2 separate regions of the Mus musculus genome follow, and region 1 is linked to region 2. The links are chromatin contacts, called in public HiChIP or PLAC-seq maps. All regions are on one chromosome and are shown on one strand. Each heading gives the region's core, a stretch centred on a gene start, on an enhancer-like site or on the middle of the called end of the contact. The rest is flanking DNA. Distances are from core to core; before and after follow the strand shown.

What was found. HiChIP or PLAC-seq counts read pairs in DNA pulled down with a chosen protein or histone mark.
Region 1: a BATF HiChIP or PLAC-seq map of CD8 T cells shows a contact between it and region 2, with 6 read pairs. The contact joins the enhancer-like site here to the promoter of Sugct in region 2. A contact is called at or near these places in 3 of 39 promoter capture datasets (cranial neural crest, liver and pre-B cells), 6 of 484 Hi-C or Micro-C datasets (LSK cells, Th1 cells, bone marrow-derived macrophages and 3 more), 4 of 115 datasets of contacts at active chromatin or transcription factors (CD8 T cells, bone marrow-derived macrophages, epiblast stem cells and 1 more) and 2 of 9 other capture datasets (adipose tissue and liver).

Annotation. Positions count from the first base shown.
Region 1 is chr13:17,973,225-17,977,892 of GRCm38.p6, reverse strand. No RefSeq gene overlaps it. Among named protein-coding and RNA genes, the nearest start is that of Yae1d1, 18 kb to the left of the region's middle. Within about 2 kb of position 1,797, at least 134 of the 459 cell types and tissues checked have an H3K27ac peak or open chromatin away from gene starts, as enhancers often do. A contact at or near this core is called in CD8 T cells, bone marrow-derived macrophages and pre-megakaryocyte-erythroid progenitors, where this site is marked.
Region 2 is chr13:17,692,926-17,696,977 of GRCm38.p6, reverse strand. It overlaps Sugct (succinyl-CoA glutarate-CoA transferase), which reads left to right and starts at 2,213. Exons shown (of 14, transcript NM_138654.3): 1 at 2,213-2,339. The coding sequence starts at 2,246. Mplkip (M-phase specific PLK1 intereacting protein) reads right to left here and starts at 1,565. Exons shown (of 2, transcript NM_025479.6): 1 at 1,158-1,565; 2 at 1-136. The coding sequence starts at 1,493.

The DNA of each region.
Region 1 (4,668 bases), core at 548-3,047, 280 kb before region 2:
GAATTAACACATTTATCAAACAGAGAACTGGCCACTGGCTAAATACTAGATCTGCTTTTCTCTAAACATTTCCCCTTTTCTTAGATTAGATATGGGAGGAGTGTCCAAAGAAAAAACTGCCAGCCAATTAACAAACCAAACAGCCAGAAGCCAAAACAAGTCAAAAGCTGAATCGAAAAAAGTCTTGAAAGCAAACAAAACAGATACCTTACACCAAATAATTTGAAAACAAACCAAAGGGAGTAAAACAGAAGACAAAGTATCCAACAAATAGGATTTTAAACAATAAGCTCTGAATGACCACAATGGATCTGTGACCAAAACTCAGTATGTCTGAACTCCAGATGCTGAAACCCCTGAGGAGACAGCATTTAATGGTTGGGACACAGGGACCTATTCTCCTGGTGTCTGGTGTAGAGACAGGTGATAACTCTAGTGAAAAGTGAATTATTCTTGAGGCTTTATGTTGGGGGCATAACTGTCAGTGAGAAAACACAGCTCTCACTTTGAGAATAAGGTAAGGTGTTCTCATGGTCTGAGAACTCAGATTCCGGTCGGGTTACCAGATAGGCCTTGGGTGCTTTCTGTCAACATTTTTAGTCTTGTGGTTGGTAAAAATCAGGGTGGTCTATTTGTACATTACATAATTTTTACCTAATATTCACAAAGATGTCAGCTCACATTCAACAGAGGGAGATAAATGGCTACTAAGGGCCTATGATGGCCCAAAATGATTTAACTATGAATTTGCAACATTGGAAATTAGTATGGAAAGCTGGGGAACATCTTCAAAACCCGGACAGTGAAAGCTGTGGTATGTGAGACTCCCACACGTGCTTTTTCTAATCTGAGAGTCCCGTCTCATGGGAGACTTCCCCCTTGATAGTCGTTATGGCTATCTACTTAGTGCTTCCTTGCTGATCGCATCACTAACTTAGTCTTATGTACAAATTAAGCCAAGACTTCCCATTTTTCCCTTGCCTCCTTCTAATTTTTTTTTGGGGGGGGGAGACTCAAACATTTACTTTTAAAATTTAGACATCGTTTAACTGAATTTCTGTTTTAAAAAAATACATTTTTGAGGGAACTAATGAAAGACGAAAAGCATAAAATGAAAGTGAAACAATGTGCAGAACTTTGTGTAGAAACTTAAATGTGTAGAAATGCAAAAAAAAAAAAAAAAACCAACAACAACAACAAAAAAAAATCCAAAATACTCTAACATGTTCAGTAGCACAAATGGCTTTTGTTATAAAATACTTTACACTGTCATTTTAGGTGGGACAATTAACTTACAAATTGATGACTTTTGAAAACTGATGGCAGTAGATAAAAATTCCTGCTATGTAACTTTCTATGCGACTATTTCAGTGGTAATATGAGTACATGTATTTTAGAATCCTAAATCTAAAATCAAAGCTACTCATTATTTGTTTTGGAAGAGCATTCTTAGACAGGTAAAGCATTGGTTCTTTCAGACTTAATATGCGATCTATGACTTCTTTCACATTATTGTGAAAACAGGGCTTCAGCGTTTAAATGTACATTCCTCTTGGCTACTGCTAAGGGAGGGCAATTTGTTTTGATCACTTACTCTGTTTCAAGCCTTTATGTTTTCCATAATTAAAGGCAATTCACTTAAGTGCCTGATATCTCCATTACCAAATAGGTTCCTGTTGCCCAGGAGGCCTATCAAAGGAACCTCCCGGGAAAGCACAGCACCCAAGCAACTGTGACCAGTCAGCTGAGCTGGAAGGGAAGCAGTATTTCAGGAAGCAACACTTAGAGGCAAGACCAAGGACAAAGTCGCTCACCACCACAGACTCACTGTGACTCACTAAAAGTCCCTCACCAACCCTTATGACTCAGACAGAGAAAACACTGAGTGAAAGATGGATGTGTTCTGATTTGTGGTTTGTGGTTGTTAAAAGCAGAAGTTCAGAGTAAAACCCAATGTGGTTTCTCTACAGTCCCATAAGCAAGGAAGTCATATATTTACATAGATCGGTGTGATTATTGATTAAAGATTTAAGTATTTTGTATATTAAATATTTACTAAGCCTCTGCATTAACACCAGGCTAACATAGTTAAGAGAGCCAACTTAACTCAAACGTTAATCATTTTTGATTACTAGAGATACTTTTAAAGAATTTTATAAACTTTAATTTGGGGGATGAGGGAGTGTGAAGGGATGTGCATGTGAGAACAGGGGCCCTCAGAGGCCAAAGGCCTCTGGAGCTACTTACAGGCAGTTGTGAACTGCCTGACTCAGAGGCTGGAATGATCTCAGGTTCTTAGCCAAAGCAGTACATGAATTAACCATCTTCTTAGCTCTGGAGATACTTTTAAGCAAATAATCATTATTAACACTAATTTTAGAGATTTTCTGAAATAAAGTAAAATGTAAAAAGGAAAAAAAAAGGTATGTTTTGAACATTTGAAAATACATCAAGCATAGGCATGAACAAGGACTCTATTCTTCTCATAGGACCATAGGAAATTAGCTCTCGTTTACAGACAATGGTCAGAATGAATCTCTATCTACCCCACTCCAAAATGGCTGTCTTAAACCCTGCAGTCTCTCAAAGCTATCCATGGGGGTGGGGGTGGGGGTGGGGGTGGGGTGCTGTGACCCCATAGAGGATGATGCACTCTGTTGTCAGCTCTCTTCCCTCCCCTTTCTTACTTTTGCAGTCATTCCGTTGTTTTGCTGTGACTTCCCAAACACACACACTTGTTTGTGTGGTATAAACAATAGGTATACATTTTCCCATAGCTGGAGGGGCTAGGAGTCCAAGATCAAGATGTTGTCTGGCTGCTGCAGAAGCCTCTGCCCCAACCTGAAGATACTCTGTTGTCAGTATGCAGTGTCTGGTCATCAGGCGTGGTGGCAAGTGCCTTTAGACCCACATGATAGAAAGTGAGAACCAACTCACAAGTTGTCCTTTGATCTCCACCAGAGCACCATGGTGCGCGCGCGCGCGCGCGCACACACACACACACACACACACACACACCCCTAAAATGTAAAACTGAGTTCTCTTTTAACAAAATAAATATTTTTTCTTTTCATAATGATACCATTAGTATCTGATTAAGAGTCACCCTCCATACCTCATTTGAACCAGGAAAAGCACCTCTGCTCCAATGTGATTGCATTTTGGGCTGGCATTAGAACTTCAACAAATACATTTAGTGAGATGAAGTTAATATAAATTTAGGGACAAAATTCAGACCAATTTAATACATCACATTGCTTGAAATTTTATTTCTGGGTTAGCTTTAGGAGACATAAATCATGGCACAAAACAGAAAGGAAAGTAGGATATTATCTAACACATTGTACAAAATGTGCTATTTATATAAAAAAAAAAAAGGTCTGCTGACATTAAATTATCTTAATTTTTAAAAAGAGTTTTAATGGCCTTTCTGTTGTGCTTTTTAGCTTTTAGTTTTATTTTTATTTGTGTATGTGTGTGTGTGTGTGTGTGTGTGTGTGTGTGTGTGTGAGAGAGAGAGAGAGAGAGAGAGAGAGAGTGTTTGCATATTTGTGCATAGGTGTGCCTGCCTGTACACTGGTGGAGGCCAGAATAGGGTATAGGATAAGGGATTCCTGAGACTAGAGTTACAGATGTCTGCAGGATGCTACATTTCTTATCCAGGGGCTGGGATCTCAATTCCAGCCCTTGTGATTGCACAGCAAGCATTCTTAACCACAGAACCATCATCCCAGCCCTCCAGGTTGTTCATTTGTTAGTTTTTAGTGTTTAGATAGCATCTCATATAGTCCAGGCTGGCCTCTAACTCCCTGTGCACCAGAGGCTGGACCTGAACCCTGTGCACCAGAGGCTGGACCTCCCCACTCCAACCTCCCGAATGCCAGGGTTAGACTGGTGTCCTTTTATAAAGCAGACATTAGGTTTGCAGCAAAATTGACCAAAATATTCTCTTCTCACATTCATTCTGTATGCAGAGACTCCCCATTTGTCAATAGCCTCAAGTGAGCATTTACGTACATTTTTTAACCTACATAGACACTTCATTACATTAGGGCTCACACGTGGTCCTGTACATTCTGTGGGTTTGAACAAATATGTAAGGGAATGTAATCCCCTATTACATTATCCAGAATACTTTCAGAGCCCTAAATAATCCTATTTATCCCTTCCCCCTCACCTGGCAATCAAACCTATTTGCTGTCTTCACATTTTTACCTTTTCTGGGGTGTCATATGTTTGGAACCATGGGGTATGCAGCCTTTTATCAAGTGCCCTCCCCCATTGTTTCCTGGCTGTGTTCCTGTCTATTTAACCCTGACAGTGTCCTGTTGTGGATGCATCACAGGCGTTTTCCATGTGCATCTACTGAAGAGCACCTTGATGTCCTCATGTTTTGACAATTATGCATAATATAAATGCTTACATGCATGTCTTGTTTTGTTTTTTGTTTTTACCACCTTTAGGTAATTTCCAAGAAGTACAACTGCTAGATCAGGTATTTTGTTGTGTAAGAAATTGCCAACTGTTTCCCCAAGTCAGTCACACTCTTGCAGCCCCACCAGCAGGGATGAGCCTTTCCCGATGGTTCCATGCCCTCCGGCACGTGGGCCATCCTAACTGTGAATGTGGGATCTCACTTTAACTTATATGTGGGTGAGGGTATTTTCC
Region 2 (4,052 bases), core at 964-3,463:
CCACTACAGACACTGGTTCTAGGCCAGCCCAAGGGTCTTCAAGCATTGAAGGCTTAAAATAACTTTCCAACTCATTAGACATTCTTTTTTCTCTACCACGCCCTGATCCAAATGGTGTAGATGTCCTTGGAGAACCCTTTAGGAAAAAAATCATCAGTTAAAAATAAAAACATCTAGTAAGAGATAACTGGTACTTTCTCCTCTAGTTTAATATTAGTGGGGAATCACATTAAAAGTTGTCAATTGAAACCCAATATATTCAGTTGCAAATTTCTTTAATCTAGTGCTTTTAAAAATTACTAAAACCAATTGTATATTTCTCTTTTAGAAATGTCTGCTATCATCTTAAAACCTTTCAGTTTCTAATGTGATAACCAACCCTGCAGCTATTAAATACAAATAAACCCAGTACAAGCAGTGGTTCACTGTATTCACTTCTTGGAAACTTACTTTTTAACCTGATAGGCTTCAAATTTCTAGAACTTTTATATTGCATGAAAATTTTCTATTCTTATTAACTCCAACTCATAAGGATTCATATGGGTGAGCATATTCAATTTTGCAAAACCACCGAGATACAAGTTGTTAGCTACTTCCTGTCTTGTATTCACTCATGGAGAAGAGGGGAAGTTTCCTCAATTTCAAATTTTCTATTTTTCCTTCAAGAGAACTTTGAGTAGGTATAAATATGGCTCGAAATAAAATAATTGTTTCTTTTAAAAAAAGCAAGGATGCAAAAACAAGGGAGGGACATCTGTAGGAAAATGGCAGTAGACTACAGTCTAGAGGTGCCATACTACACAATAGGGAATCATTTACTGTCCTCCCCCTAGGAATCCAGGACAATTCACTGAAATAAATGACAAAAAACCCAAAACCAAATAAAAACCTCTGGGGGTGGGTGGGAGAAGAAATGGAGGATTAAAGAAGTTTGTATACGAATGTGGTATGCTGGCTGAGAGCAGTTTCTGTGGACAGAGAACTAGAGCTCCGCCACTTATGGTAGTCTTAGATAATTTCTTTACGCCTCAGGTTACTCATCTGCAAAACTGGGCCAACGTAGTATCGGAGGATTAAACAATCCACGGAAAGGGAATGTTTCGTATCACGTCTGCCATCACAGGAAGAGTTCGGCAAACGCTAGCTATTGTCTTTACCTGGGGGTAGGTCTGCTGCTGCCCTGGGGAGTAGCCGAACTGATGCTGGGACCCCGCGGGGGACCTGGAGTAGGAGCCTGGGTAGCCGCCCGGGGACGGAGACCCGAAGCGGGCCCCCGAGAAGTTGCCGCCGTGCCGCGGAGACTGGCTGCTCCCGTACGGCCTAGCCCGGGGCCCGCAGGGCGGAGTGTGGTGCGGACTCCCGTACCCGTCCCGCGGGGAGGGCGGCCGCGGCCCCCCGCCCAGGGCACCCCGGAAGTTATTTCCGCCACCCCAACCTCCTATCCCCGGGCTGGGGTACGGAGGAGTTGGGGGTCGAAAATTCGGTCGGTGCATATCAGGAAACGAAGCCGCAGAGCTCACACGCCGAACGCCTCACCGGAACCTCTGCGATCAACCGCCAGAAGGAAACTGGTATTCCTCTATTTATACACCCTTCCGGCTCCCAGCGGACTACCGCACCTTAGTTCCGGCTGCACAAAGGTTCCGATCTCACCAAGTTTCTGCAAGAGGGCAGGTAAACAGGTCACTCAATGGAAGAATGGTGGGCGTGTCTGAGAGGAGGAAAGACTGTAAAGGGGAAACTAAATCTCCGGCCGCAGCACGAGCACAGTCGTCAACGGTCTTCCCGGAGACCCCCAGTACACGAAGACGGAAGCGGAAGAGAGGAAACCGATCATCAGGCCTTATTGGCTGTGAGGGTGGGAGAGGGGCGTGCGGGTTCCGAAGAGGGCGGATCAGAGGGGTAGGGCCATCCGTCTTGGAGGCTTCCGGGAAGCAAGGAGTGAAGCGTCAGCCGGATTCGGGGGCGGGGCCATGAGCCAAGAGGCGGGGCCGAAGGGTGTGAGGCGAGAGACTCGGTTGAACAGGATCGTCCAAGGGGGCGGGGCCGAGTGAGACTGAGGTGGAGGCCTGGGCGGAAGCGGAGGGCGTGGTGGGCGGGGAAGAGTGCGAGGGCGACCAGGGGGAGGGTCTTTGCGGAGGGGGCGGGGCTGGCGGCGGGGCCGGGCTGGCTGGGGGGGCGGGGCTGAGGGGGCCTAAGGTCAAGGAGGGAGGTCGCGGGGCGCTCTCGCTGGGGTTGAGGGGCGATGCTGTGGATGCTGGCCAGGGCGGTGGCTTTTCGGAGACCCGGCCGAGGCCTGGCCGGCGGGAGGGGGCTGTGGACCGGCCGCCCGCAGTCAGGTACCTACTGACACTGAGCGCTCGGGCTCCCTGAGGGGAGCGCTCGCGCCTCGGGGGCTCCTGTCGCAGGGCTCATGGCCATGGTCGTGCCCTGCTTCTCTTTTCCACCCCTGGCTTCTAATCCCCCAAGGTTTGGTAACTTAGGAAACAGCACCTCCCGCCAAAAGCTGAGTTTTAGAAAGCAGACTGCTGCCTTGAAAACTTAAGCGAGCCTGTAGTAATTAATGCTGGACTTGAACCCTGCGTTTACGTTCTTGTAAAATGGAAGTTGACGAGGTTAGGAAGTAGAAACAGAAATTTAAAGGGGAAAAAAAAACCCACGAAAACATACCCCAAACTTAAAAATCTTGTAATTATAAAGAAACGGGATAATTAAAAAATGCTATCTTCTGCATAAGATACCTGTCTTAGACATTCCTGTAGAAGAGTTTTGTGGTCTTTCCCTAACTCCTTCAGATACTAAAATCAACTTGGGATTTTAGGACTCATCACATTAGACCGTGGATATGTGAGGGGGTTATTGGTTTAGATTTTTGTGTGTGTGAGTGTATTGTTTGCGTGTATGCACATGCACCATTTAACGTACCTGATGCCTTTGGAGATCAAAAAAGAATCAGATTTCCTGGAACTGGAGAAAATTGTGGTTGTGAGCTACCTTGTGAGTGCTGGGAACTGAGCCAAATCCTCTTGAAAGAGCAGTAAGTGCTCTTAACCACTGAGTCATCTCTTCAGCGCCTGGCCTAAGGTTTTCATTCATCCATAGCATCTTTCTGAAGCATTTTGGCCTTCAGTCTCTGACATCTTCGGTGACATAACTATAGAGTATATCCTCAGCTTTATTCTTTATTAATGGAGACATAAACACAAGGGCTTATGGGGGGGGGTGAGGTTGTTTAATTTTTTCATGCCCCTGCTATATTCTTGGATAATTCAGTTCGACTTTTTTTGTTTTGCTTCATTTTGTTGTTTTGTTCTTTGTTTGTTTTTTTGAGACAAGGTTTCAATACATAACCCAGGCTCGACCACATTTCTTATTTCTGAAGACAAATTGTATAATCATGGAGGGATAATGTCATCATCAGGATGTAATGATATTTTAGCGCCTGCACACTACAGCTTATCTAACATTTATATTGTTCTTTACTGGCCATAATTTCTGTTTTATCTTTTCTTTGTCTAGCTTAGAATCTAGCATTTGAGCAGTCATACTTATGAATGTATATTTATTCACACATACATGTCAGTGAGTCAATAATCTGCCTTATGAAGGAAGCTGAGAAGTGGGGTGGTAGGCACCAAAAGTATGTTTATTATTATTTTTATAACTGGCAGAAAATAATGCAGAATTGGGTCTCAGCTTGCCCTATATGAATTACCTTCTCACTTGAATTCTGCTTCTAGAATGGAACTGAATCCAGGGCCTGTGCATGCAGAATGGGCTCTTTACTGTTGGGCATCAGTGCACTCCTAGTCCCCGGAATCTATCCACACAATACACTAAAAACCTGGGAGAAGAAGAAATACAGGGGGAATGTTGCCAGGTAGATTAAGCCAGTGTTCTTCCCAGCGCATTTGAAAGTGTAGACAATGATTGTCCCAAACTGAATCTTTAATAATTATGTGAAACTCAAGACCAATGTTAATCCCTTTAGAGACTTTTTTCTTTCAAATGAAAAATTTGGCAAGAATAATTAAATAATTTTTTTTTAGACT